Linked DNA regions of Danio rerio: region 2 is linked to region 1. A link is a contact called in public Micro-C data. All regions are on one chromosome and are shown on one strand. Each heading gives the region's core, a stretch centred on a gene start, on an enhancer-like site or on the middle of the called end of the contact. The rest is flanking DNA. Distances are from core to core; before and after follow the strand shown.

The links. A called contact is a pair of places that touch in the nucleus more often than the background predicts.
Region 2: a contact with region 1 is called in a Micro-C map of caudal fin, with 4 times the contacts expected there. The contact joins two enhancer-like sites. A contact is called at or near these places in 2 of 18 Hi-C or Micro-C datasets (caudal fin and hematopoietic stem cells) and 1 of 4 datasets of contacts at active chromatin or transcription factors (caudal fin).

Annotation. Positions count from the first base shown.
Region 1 is chr17:12,378,672-12,384,735 of GRCz12tu, forward strand. It overlaps si:ch211-185a18.2, which reads right to left. Exons shown (of 32, transcript NM_001258228.1): 20 at 162-340. Among named protein-coding and RNA genes, the nearest start is that of irf2bpl, 150 kb to the right of the region's middle. Within about 2 kb of position 3,405, at least 13 of the 62 cell types and tissues checked have an H3K27ac peak or open chromatin away from gene starts, as enhancers often do. A contact at or near this core is called in caudal fin, where this site is marked.
Region 2 is chr17:12,498,733-12,504,796 of GRCz12tu, forward strand. The region is part of intron 9 of si:ch211-185a18.2; the gene reads right to left. Among named protein-coding and RNA genes, the nearest start is that of irf2bpl, 26 kb to the right of the region's middle. Within about 2 kb of position 3,594, at least 21 of the 62 cell types and tissues checked have an H3K27ac peak or open chromatin away from gene starts, as enhancers often do. A contact at or near this core is called in caudal fin, where this site is marked.

The sequences.
Region 1 (6,064 bases), core at 2,155-4,654:
AAAATGCTTCTTGATTTAAGAATTTAGACTATTTAGACTAAAAACCAGACAAAAACTCTAAGTAGGAAAGGCATTTTTTGCAGTGTAAGTTTAAAGTAACCCCTTTCATTTTGTGCTCCTAATGATATATTTACATATATATAGACATAGTATGGTCTCACCAGTCCACAAGTCTGTTCTCCAGCGTTTCTCTCTGCTGGATGGTGTTCAGGATGGGCTCAGTGAGAGGTGTAGACTGGGTCGGCACTGGAGGAAACACCGGGCCGTGATAGAGAGCAGCTGGAGGAGACGGCAGACCCTTAAACTCTATAGGAGAGTCTGGAAGCCCACCGTTTGTTTCCTGAATTCAAGACAGCATTGAGGAACATTTTATGAATTTTCTTTTTTTAAATAATTCACAAATGATGTTCTAACAGAGCAAGGAATTATGCACAGTATTTCCTGTACTATTTGTTTTCTTCTGGAAAAAGTCTGAACTGTTTTATTTCAGCTAGAATAAAGCAGTTTTTAATTTTTTTAAATCCATTTCAAGGTCAATGTTATTAGAAACCTCTCTGTTTCGGTTCAAGAACCTCGGAATATTTTCAAAAAATGCTTCATAATGAGCATGGAGCGCTGCGAGCTGAGGCAGGAGTGGGCATGGCTGGTGAAGCAGGGGGACAAAGAGGGGAGCAAACAACTGTTGTCAGTTGGCTAACTAAATGAGACACAAAGCGTGAGGGGACGCCTGATTTTATAGTTTACAAAGTTAAAATGCAAAGAAATAAACAGTCATTTGATGTCCAGCTACATTTGTCATTCGCAGTTTCATATGCACATAACCACAATATGTTATATCATTATGAAGATAATCGTGTTCATATAAACACTATAAATGTGGAGGACTTCTCTTCTCCTCAGTCCCTGGGTCTGAATGCAGAAACAGTGGATAGCAGTGCAGCAGGTCTCTTGCTCCGTCTATTCCAACTATTAGCCCTGCTGGTAATCGGGAGGATTTTAAACATAGCAGCACAAATAGACGATGTGTCTGAATGGTAATGAATTCAACTGATAAAAGACAAAGGCACAAACCCAATTCTATTTTTGTACCCCTTCCCCTTCAAGTGTGAAGAGGAAGGGCTTTAAAATGTACCCTTAAGAAATGGGACAGCACTTCAGCACCTGCATACATCATCATATGTCATCGTGAGCTCTTGCTTTATATGAGATCGAGGATCGCGACTGCTGTAGTTATTCCAGTTGCGTTATTTTTTGGTATTTATCTGCAGGAAATCACTAAAGGCAACGATTTCAGGTTACCATAACAATCTAATGTGGCAATAAGATCGTAACTGTACAAGTGGCCATATTCATCAATGTAAACACAAGAAAAACAACATTAAAATGAACAGTTTTAGCAGACACTGTAAAAAGCTCATTACCAGTTACTAGACTTTTCTGACAGGGTATTCGAGTGTCAGAATGTTGTGGGACTGCTCTACAGGAGTTAATATTAAGCATTATAGAAAGTAAAATTTAGCGGGGTTTTTTAAGCATGACGGTAAAACACGAGAGCAGTTATGAAGATATTAAAAACATTTGTTTGTCATAAAAAATTTGGGTCCCACTTTACATTAAGTGTCCTTAACTACTATGTACTTGCATCAAAAAATAAATACAATATACTTACTGTGTTTATAATGTATTTGAGAACATTTGTGGTGCTTTTTTTGGGATAGAGGTTGGGTTATGGACAGGTTTGGTGGCATGGGTAGGTTTAAGGGTGGGTTAAGGTGTAAGGGATGGTCAACAGTGTATTTACAAATGTAATTAAAAAAAGTTCATTACAGATGTATTTACATACATGTATTTAATCAAGCATAAGTACACAGTAAATACGTGTATTTACACAATAAGTACATTGTAACAAACTATTAACTCCTGTGTAAGTACATATTTGTTAAGTCCACTTAATATAAAGTGGGACCAAAATTTGTAATAATGACAAAAAACAAAAATGTGTGCATCTCCTGACTTCCGGGTGTAGCTATCCAGCTGTTGTGCCTGGTGTAATCTGGGAAATTTTCTTACCCCTTGGTTTCGAGTGTGGTCCTGAAAAAAACTCTCTTTCGAAGGGTATTTAACCCCTCCCCTTAGCCCTATGCCTTCAAAATAAGTGAACGAGCAAAACGAAGGGTAGGGGTAAAGGAAGGACTGAGGGGTAGAATTGGGATTGGGCCAAAGTTCTCCATTTCTCATAGAGCTCTCCCGACAAAAATGCTTGCTGCAAACCAACAGCTTTGCTGTTTCGGCCCTGACAGCATCGCGGGGAAAAACATGCAACAAACCCATGAATCAAGAAAACAATCACATATGACCCTTTATGAACAGCTAAATACTCCTTGCCATGCGCAAACGCGCTCTCACCCAGTCTAACAACTCGGCAGGTCTGCCTTGCCTTCGGAAAGCAAGTGCTCTCATGAATACTTAGGATGCAGGGTCTTCTCATAGGATAAGAAAATTCAGCTATGAATAATGATGAGAAACCGACGCATCATAACTTTAAAAGCAGATGTGGCTCCGTCACCGATTTTGATCCCGCCCTAAAAAATTATTTTAAACCTGGACGATGAAACTAGCTGACAAAAGCTCAAAATTATCCAATTTCCCCACAATTAAAGCTGACAGGTGCTAACGCTGTCCTAATTGATGCTCAGCACACAAATTTGTTAAAATTTCAAAAAAAGTTCTCCAGGGTGTCTTGGATTGTCTAAAGAACAAACTATCATTATACAATGATTTGCCTATTTACCCTAACTTAACCTAGTTAAGCCTTTAAATATCACTATAAGCTGTATAGAAGTGTCTTGAAATATATCTAGTCAAATATTATTTACTGTAATCATAGCAAAGATAAAAGAAGTTTTATCTTTATTATAAAACTATCATGTTTGTAAAAGTGTTAAAAAAATCTTCTTTCTGTTTAACAGAAATTGGGGAGGAAATTGGAAATTCAGAAGGTCTAATAATTCAGACTTCCACTCTAAATCTGCCAACAGAAGAGACTTACTGACAACACGCTACAACAAAAAATACCCCTGACAGCTTACTGGATCGGATATTTAACTTTCAACGCAAATGACAGCAAATAAAAGTGCACACCGTGTGCCGTGGGGTAATGGCAAACATATGTTAGTCTGAGTGCAATTTTCAGTGGTCATTACGGTCTTAGCAGAAGGGAAGGAAAGCAGGACGTTTGTCTTGTATAATTCCATGGCTGGATCCGCGAGCCAGCTTTCAACATTTCGGTCATTGGTTTGGATAATGCTCAGATTCCTTTGGCTCGGACTCAGGGAGGTCTGTGTAAGGAGCGATTAGCTCATTTCCAGTGGCCGGCCGCCAGAGGAAAAAAAAAAATAGAGAGGGAGAAATGCATTCTGCCAGGCGGGCGCTGGGCCCGTTTGAAGTTTATGGCTCCATCAGAACTGGCCGAGCCAAAGCTGAGGCACTGGAGACCTCAGAGGAATGACATTTTAGGAGCTGGCAGGGGTCCGTGTCCGCGGTCCAAGAGAGGAGAGAGAGAACTTGCTCACCGGGGTCTGGACTTAAGTAGCTGTGGCCTTTATTTGGTTGTTGGGAAAACTACAAGTGGGCCGAATACATGCCAGTCCCTGAAAACACACTTAATTATGTGCAACACACTCAAATTTTTATGGCTCTGAGTGTTTGGAAAATGTTTATATTTCTGAGCTCATAACTCCGATCCTAATTGCCATTCGAACAATTAGAGAGTCAAAGTAAAAAAGGACTTTTTATAGTTGTACGACTGCCAACAGACAGAAGACACTCGATTTGTAGACATGTGCTGAAGTAACAGTCCTCTGAAAGGTTGCTAGGGTCTTCTGGAAAGTTTCCAGCTTTCTATGATTTTCTAGTCTTTGGATTTGGCTCAGTCCAAGTCTTTGACATTTTTTTTCATCTGTTTATCCTCCACTAGAGTGAAAAATTACTTAGAATAGTAGCAACTTTAGCAAATCAAAGGATAGCACATGTTGTTCTAGATAAGCTTCGATGATAATAAAACGGCTTCAAATCATTAACTTTACAATGATAAAATGCAGCCTGACTGTCGTGAACTTGCTGAAGCTATGGATTAAAGTAAATCATTCTGTACATAATGTTTTGTAAATGTCCGGTAGCTGTGGATTTGCATTTTATGCATCACCAAGGACCACCGATTTAGCTGAAAACACTTTTTATTGTTCTACTGGTAAAAAAAAGTCACATATCGGCAAATTGACATTTTTGGGTGTATCCGAAAATCGGAAACATTTTATTTTATGCAGCTGATTTGATTTGATTTGATTTCAGGGTTTCTTCAAGTCAAATTTAAGACTTTTTAAGACAACTTCAAGACCATTATTAATGAAATTTTAGACTTAGACAGAGCTAAACACTAAGGATTTTTTTCTAATGGTCCAGTTTAGTAAATAGTTTTTAATGGAAGATTACTGTATGTTAAGGGATGTGTTGCTTTAGTATTATTTCCCTGATTAAGAAATTTATTTTAGAGAATTTGCTGTAGAAATGTCTACATTGTAAAAAAAAAAAAAAAAAATCCTGGTGGCCTTAAATTTTAAGCTGAATAAAATTAACCTTATGAGTCCATTGAACTTATATTATGTTAAACTGACTTATAAGAGCTCGCGTAACTTATCAAATTAAGTTAAAACATGGTTAATAACGGTTTTAATAACGGTAATATAATAATAACGTGTTTAATAACGGTAAATGGTTTTAATAAAGTACAATGAACTAAAAACATGCTGTCAGAACTAATTGATCATATATTTTTTACAGTGTAACAGTTGTTGTGAATTGTTTCTATTTGCAATATAAAAACAAACGTAAATATAAAAGGTTTATAGATGATTGGGTGTTGACCAGATTATAGCTTTACTTGGACATAGGGAAAATAAGACCTTTAAGACAATATTTCAGTGAATTTAAGACTTTTTAAGGCCTAAAGTTTTGTTTTTCTGAAATTTAAGACTTTTTAAGACCCAGCAGAGACCCTGGATTTGGGATTCAGTGCAAATTAACTGCTTAAAAAGAGTTTGAATTTATTATTACTTGATAGTATTTATTTATTTAAAATACTGCAAAGAGTGGCACCAGACAAAGCTTTTTTTATAAACAGGGCTCAGCATAATTAAGTTTCTCAGTGAATATAGGCAATGTATTTTGGTTCATTTAAAGAAAACAGATTTAATAAACAGATGTATTTATTAAAATCATATTTTAGTCACCAAATATATTTAGAAATTGAAAAAATACAATTAAATTCAAGCAAAATATAGCAAAAAAATTAGAACCTACAAAATTTCAACTAAATTTTTCAATTTTTTTGCTTCTCTTGATTTCTCCACTTTTTTTATTTGTATTTTACATTTTCCCCTAACATGTACATTTGGATGTACTAGTTTTAGACCGTTATCGTAAGTTATTTTGTTAGATAGGTTCCAGATTTGGCTTCAGTACTGACTAATCTAATGTAGATGCACAAATATAACACTGTATAGCTTACTATTAAAATTATGAATTTATATGAGAGATTTGTAAGGGGTGTACTTATATTTGCTGACCACTGTAGAACCAAAATCAAACAAAAAGTGCTTCAGAGATAATTAATTCATCTGTGCTCTTTGGACAAGGAATTCATAAAAATAAACAACAAAATCATGAGTCCAAGGCACTCGAAAAGTAAATGTTTAAGGGTTTTTCAAGAGCGCTGGACCTATGATATGGCTGTAAAGCTTTTAAATAGATTGAATCAACAATATGTATCAAAATGGTTGAGAACAAGTGATATATAAATCTACAACCAATGGAAAAATAAAAATAAAAAAAAGTACCACATGAACAAAAAATAAATACAGACATTATAAATATATGCTTACACTCACTATGACATCCTCAAAATGTTCATATTTCACAACATTTCTGAGCCAAACGTCTCTCATGTCATATTCATAATAATGCCAAACATCTAAGAGCAACTTAACACCTTCGGCACATCAATGCA
Region 2 (6,064 bases), core at 2,344-4,843, 120 kb after region 1:
AAAATAGAATTCTGCGATGTGACTATTCAGGGTTTCAAAGTCAAATTTAAGACTTTTTAAGAGCCTTTTAAGACCATTATGAATGAAATTTTATGAAAGGAATTTTTGTAATAGCCCACTTGGGCTAAAACAATTGGGGGGGGCTAATGTAGTTATTTCCAAAGTCTCTTTAAGACAAGTCATTTCACTTGGTAGCCATCTTTGAAACGCCTCTCGAGCAGTATGCTCAGGCATTCTATTTTAATAATTAAACATCAAATTCTCCAAAACTGCTTGCCAAGCTTATGATTGAATTTCATACCAATAAAATTAAACATCAACTGTCTCATTAGTTTCATTTCTAAACATCCGAATCACACAAAATCTGCAGAAACTCACGTCTGGTCTGAGCTCCTCTCCCAGAGTATCGGCAGCCTATAGCGATCGATTGATTGGCTCCTGTACTAGAAGGCGAGCTTCATTCACCATATAGCAATTGATGGTTGGCTCCTGCACTCGAAGGCAGGCTTTATTCACCATATTGACCCCACTTCGCCACTTTTTTCCCCATTGAAAACGATACGAGAGACATGTCTTGTATTCTATAGCCTTTGTTTTTTCTTAATCAAATATCTTAATGTGTCTAGTCGTATACTCTTTTTTTTCAACATGTGGCTGTTTTTGCATTGACAAGTTTAGCATTGTTAAAAGTATATTTATTATGAAGAAAATCACAAAAATATATATTTGTTTGCTTTTTGTCCAGATTAATAGAGTATAACTCCTAATGCTTTTCTGTTATAAAACCTTATGCTTCATCGTGTCTATTTATAAACATTATGTCCGTTCCCCCTTACTTCTGCAAATAGGTTTTGTGTAAATGGAAGATCATGTTAAGGAAAATATAGCTGTTATAATCATGAGGAATTCCTTAATAGTTTTGAGTTTTCTTTTCCTGATTAGGGTATTTAATTAAGTGAATTTGCTGTAAAAATGTCTAACAGGTGTTGTAAATTGTATCTCTTTGCAATAAAAATCTTATTTAGATGGATTGTTGGTGATTGGATGAGTGTCTTTTAGAATTAAGACCAGTTTAAAATTATTTAACAGAAAATGTACAAATTTTTAAGGCCTTTATTTTGTTTTTGAAATTTAAGACATTGCAAAACTTTTAAAGACCCTGTGAATAGCCTGCTATTGCGGATACTAGGCATGGTGCGATAACCAGTTTCAAGGTTTACCGTGATTTTGAAAAGTCAAGGTTTTATTACCACTTATATTTTCTGTTATACAGTTCCCAAGGTTTTTTATTATGTATTTATTATGTGTTATCTGTGTTTTTAAACTAACGAAGAAAGCAGAAGTCAGCGATGTATTATAATTATTTAGCTCAACATGTTTACTGTTCCAAAAATATTATAAATGTTTATTAAAATAAAATAAATTGTAATAACATTTTTTTACCCAGACATTTAAAAAGAACTTAATTTAGAGCAGTAATCACAATACGGTGATACTGAAAAACCATGTTATTTTTATCCAAGGTTATCAAACCGTCGGAAATGTACAATAGACTGGCCCACGCCTAGCGGATAAATAGTTCAGCCTTAGTGCTTAGCAATGCATTTTACAAAAATGACATTGATATATTTAGGGTAGACAATTTACAAAATATCTCCACAGAACATTATTTTTCTTCATAATCTAATGATTTTTGGCATAAAAGGAAAAAAAAAAGACAAGTGACAGTGAACTGCATTTTTAGCTATTGCCAAAAATTAACCCATTAGGGTTGGGTGATGTCGACCAATTTGGCATCGTACAATGTCTAATGTAAAACATCGGAACGGACGATGGCAGCGTCGTTGTATATTAATTCATTCATTCATTTATAACGAACAAATTATTTGTAGCCTACCGTTTCAATTACCTGACCCGCATTCGGCTTTGTTTCACCCATAACCAAATCATAAATAAATAAAGTTACACACAAATTACAATCTGTCAATCAGTTTTTCAGTGGGACTTTGGCATGAATAGGCAGAGTGATCTGTGTCCTTATAATGCCGTTAACAAATTTGGTTGGTAAAAAAGGTGCACAACCAACAGGAACCAACCAACAGTATCTAAGGTTTACGCTAAAATTACTTGTACAAGCATGAAAGCGAAAGATTGAAGCAGTGTACTGATGCTGTGACCTGATAGATTCAATAGACCAAAGAGTCATTAGATATAGACAAAGATTAAATGAATATCACGTTTAACAACTATAGTAAGAAGCAATCCAGCCGTACATCCTTGATAAACTGCCCGATGTGCACTGCTCTCTGGGGTTTTGTGCTCAATGCACCCGCTGACTGCATGGAAATAAAGTTATTCTCTAACATTTTTGATCCCTAAAAGTAAAAAGTCTCCCTAAATTCCACTTGTGCAGCATTTGCAAAAACAAGTTACATTTTTTAAAAACAAACTTGTGACCCGGTTTTGTGCTAAAAAGGACAGAGTGTTTGTGTGTGTGGTCATATGATGTCTGTTTTCAGCGGTAAAGAGTGGACAGAGATCTTTTCAGAAATGCTAGATCAAATGCCTGTGTGGACGTGGATCGTTTTCGTTCTAAAATGTCATTTTAAAACTAAGTTGTATTAGTGTAAACGGGGCCTAGGTGTGTATTTTTCGCGAGCGAGTTGCTGCTGTGATGGGGCGGGGTGTAGGATCGCGATGCCGAATCAGCATCGTGATGTCAACCAGCCATCGGCAATGGATGATGGCATCATCTATGGACCCAACCCATGCAAAATAAATACCCATGCAAAATAAAAGTGCTTTTGTGGTCAAGGGATGCATCACTTTTGCCAGGGAAAATTAGAAATATTTAGCATAAAGGAGAAGAAAGTCAGGTAAAGTCTCTTTTTTAAGTTCTTTACACACTTTTTACACATATTTAACTGTTTACACATCAGCAATAAAAAAAAAGGAATCAATACATGATTCAATACAAATTCTAACACAAAGAAGCTTTAAAATCAGCCATAAGGAACCATCGATACCAACAAAGAACCTTTCTGTACAAAAAAATGTACAATGCATTTATAAGCAAAACAACATAATCAATAAGAAAGAGGGAGGTTTCAGTTTACCCAATGGAAATGTGAAAAGTGAGCTTCAATAGAGGATACAAGCAAAAATAAAAAGGCTTTATAGTAAGAAAATGAATGATGAAACAAAACATAAAAATAAATCTTTCCTTTTAAGACCAGTAATGTGTATGACAAAAAACAAACTTAAAGGATTTCGACTTTAGTGCCATTTAAGAATGTGAACTTGAAGGGAACGCTTTTGTTGTTGTGTGCCAATAATCAATAAAGAGGCGTCTTTGTGTTTCAGAGATATGTATGAAATATCGACACATGTGACTTCTTTTGATGCTGATTTAGATGAAGTCAAAAAAAATGGAAGAGATTGTACAGTCAATAAACTATTCAACAGCTCAAACCAAGTAAGAATGCAATTACCTCCGAAGAAATCCAAAACAAATGAGGCAGCCTGCAACAGCACATACTGACCAGCAGGAGTCCTCCTGGCTATAGCGGATGCAGCAACAGCATGAGTGTGTGTGTGTGAATGAGCAAATCACAACCTTTAAAAAGACGATGCCGGCGTTCAGGGGTGTGAATGAAGCCTGTGATTTAAAACTGCACTAGCTATGACTCATCCTCGCTCTGAACTCCCTTGGTGGATATTACATATATCTGACTATCCTGCAGACAACATGGGAACACAAGGTTGATTTAGCCACTGGCTGAGATTCAGTAATGGGTTTTAAATTTGGGGAAAACTGGGCAATGTTTTCTGGGAAGCTGCAAAATGCTGAAGACACGAGTGGAAAAGGGAAAGCTGTACTCGGTGTACTCTTTGGCCCACATTTCAAATCCAAAACAAAACAAAAAAAAATGTCCCATGGAATGTGAATAATCACAAGCAAACCGCCAGAATTCACCCCAGGCAAGTGGCTCCTTGTGGGACGTCGGACTCCTGGAGCGGCTCTGGTTCTGATTAACAAAAATGTGGACTAGTCAGACGGATGAAACGAGAAGAGGTTTGGCTCCTGAACAAAAAACAAAAGCACAATGAGATGGGAGATACGTGATGAATAGCAGAGAGACGGCCAAAAGCCAGTGAGAAAACAAGATAGACGCTGACCAAAAAACGACCTCCGGAGTCAGATAGCTGTAAAGTATATGCATAAAACCTTCACTCGGCTAAATCAGGGCCTCATTTTTCATCACACCTACGGTGCTGCTAAAATCACTGAAGTGGAAATAACAACAGCTGTTTCATAAAGCTCAACTTTTAGATTTTTTTTTTTGTAAAGTTTTCAAGTTTAAACATTAAAAGTTTTTTTTTCATAAAAAAAGAAAATTCATTTGACAAATAATAGAGCTAACAGTTCCATGATTACTTTTATTTTAGTTATAAAGCTTCCACTTGTTTCTCCTTGCTGATTTATATCATGTAAGTCCATGGCTACCAAAACATATGCAGGGAAACTAAAATGAGTGTTCATTGTAGGGCTGTGTGGTATTAGAAAAATTGCAATATTTAAAAAGGTGGTCCACTACAATATCATATTTGAAACTTTAGTTCATTTGTAATGTAGACGTGTGAACATAAACAACATCTCTGAATGTAATACACTCAAAGTTCAATGTAAAGGGAGACATTGACTACGTTTACATGGACACCAATAATTCAATTTTAATGCGATTAAGACAATACTCTGATTAAGTATATAAGATAATCAGATTAAGGTCATAATCGAAATAAAGAGAAATCGAATTAAGACGAGTATGCCGATTGTAGTCGCAATATTAAAGTGCATTAGACATGTAAACACCTTAATCTAATTATTACCATCATGAAGGGCTTTTCGCCGGATTTTGCGACAGGATAGCACACACCCACGCACGCACGCACACGCGCACACACACACACACACACACACACGCGCACACACGCACACACACACACACACACACGCACGCGCACACACACGTACATTTGTTTTTGTGAAAAGTGGGGACATTACACAGGTTTCCATTCATTTTATACAGTCCAAAACGTATATTGTATTGCCCTCAACCCACCCCACCCCTAAACCCAACCATCACAGGAGACTGTGTGCAGCTTTACTCTGATTAAACTCATTCTGTAGGATTCATAAGCATTTTGAGAAATGAGGACGTCACCAATGTCCTTATAATTCACCTCCTTTTTGTAATACCTGTGTCATACCCATGTCATTATACAGATTTGTGTCTTGATATGTCACAAAAACACGTACACACACACACACAGCTGTTTGACACTCTTTGCACCTACCGAGTCAGTGCAGACCACAGACACCTCCCTGTGAAACTAAAATTGTTCATAGTGTGTGTGAATGAGTGTGTATGGGAGTTTCTGAATACTGGGTTAAAGCTAGAAGGGCATCTGCTGCGTAAAAACATATGCTGGAATAGCTGGTGGTTCATTGCGCTGTGGCAACCTCTGAAATAGAGAGTAAGCCGAAGAAAAATGAATGAATGAATAGTTGAACTGAAATGACTCCAAAAATGTCATGTGCTCTGAACTGTTGTACCAAGTCAACTTTAATCCCGACTCCACATTGCACATCCCGTGATGTGACTATAACATATTCACACATTGCGAAATCGATAACCAAATAATATATTGTGCAGCCCTAATTCATGGCTCCTAGTGAAAGCATAATGATCGGTGTAAAAATCTGAACATCACTGATAACATTGTTACTTAAAATCCAGAGCCACAGCAAACAACCCTGTGTGCATTCACGACAGTCAGAAGCGCACAATTCCTGTTGCATAATGACATATGTGCAGGTGCAAACACTCACGTTGTTTATACCGGAGCATGAGTGCGCATGTTATATTATTCATCAAAATTAATTGTACTTCTCCTGGATGCTGCAACCTATATCAAAAAGCAAAAACAAACAATATCAGATAATACATGCGTCATTGTGCATCAGGAAGCTTGCGCTGCCAACTGTTAGGAAACCGCTCAG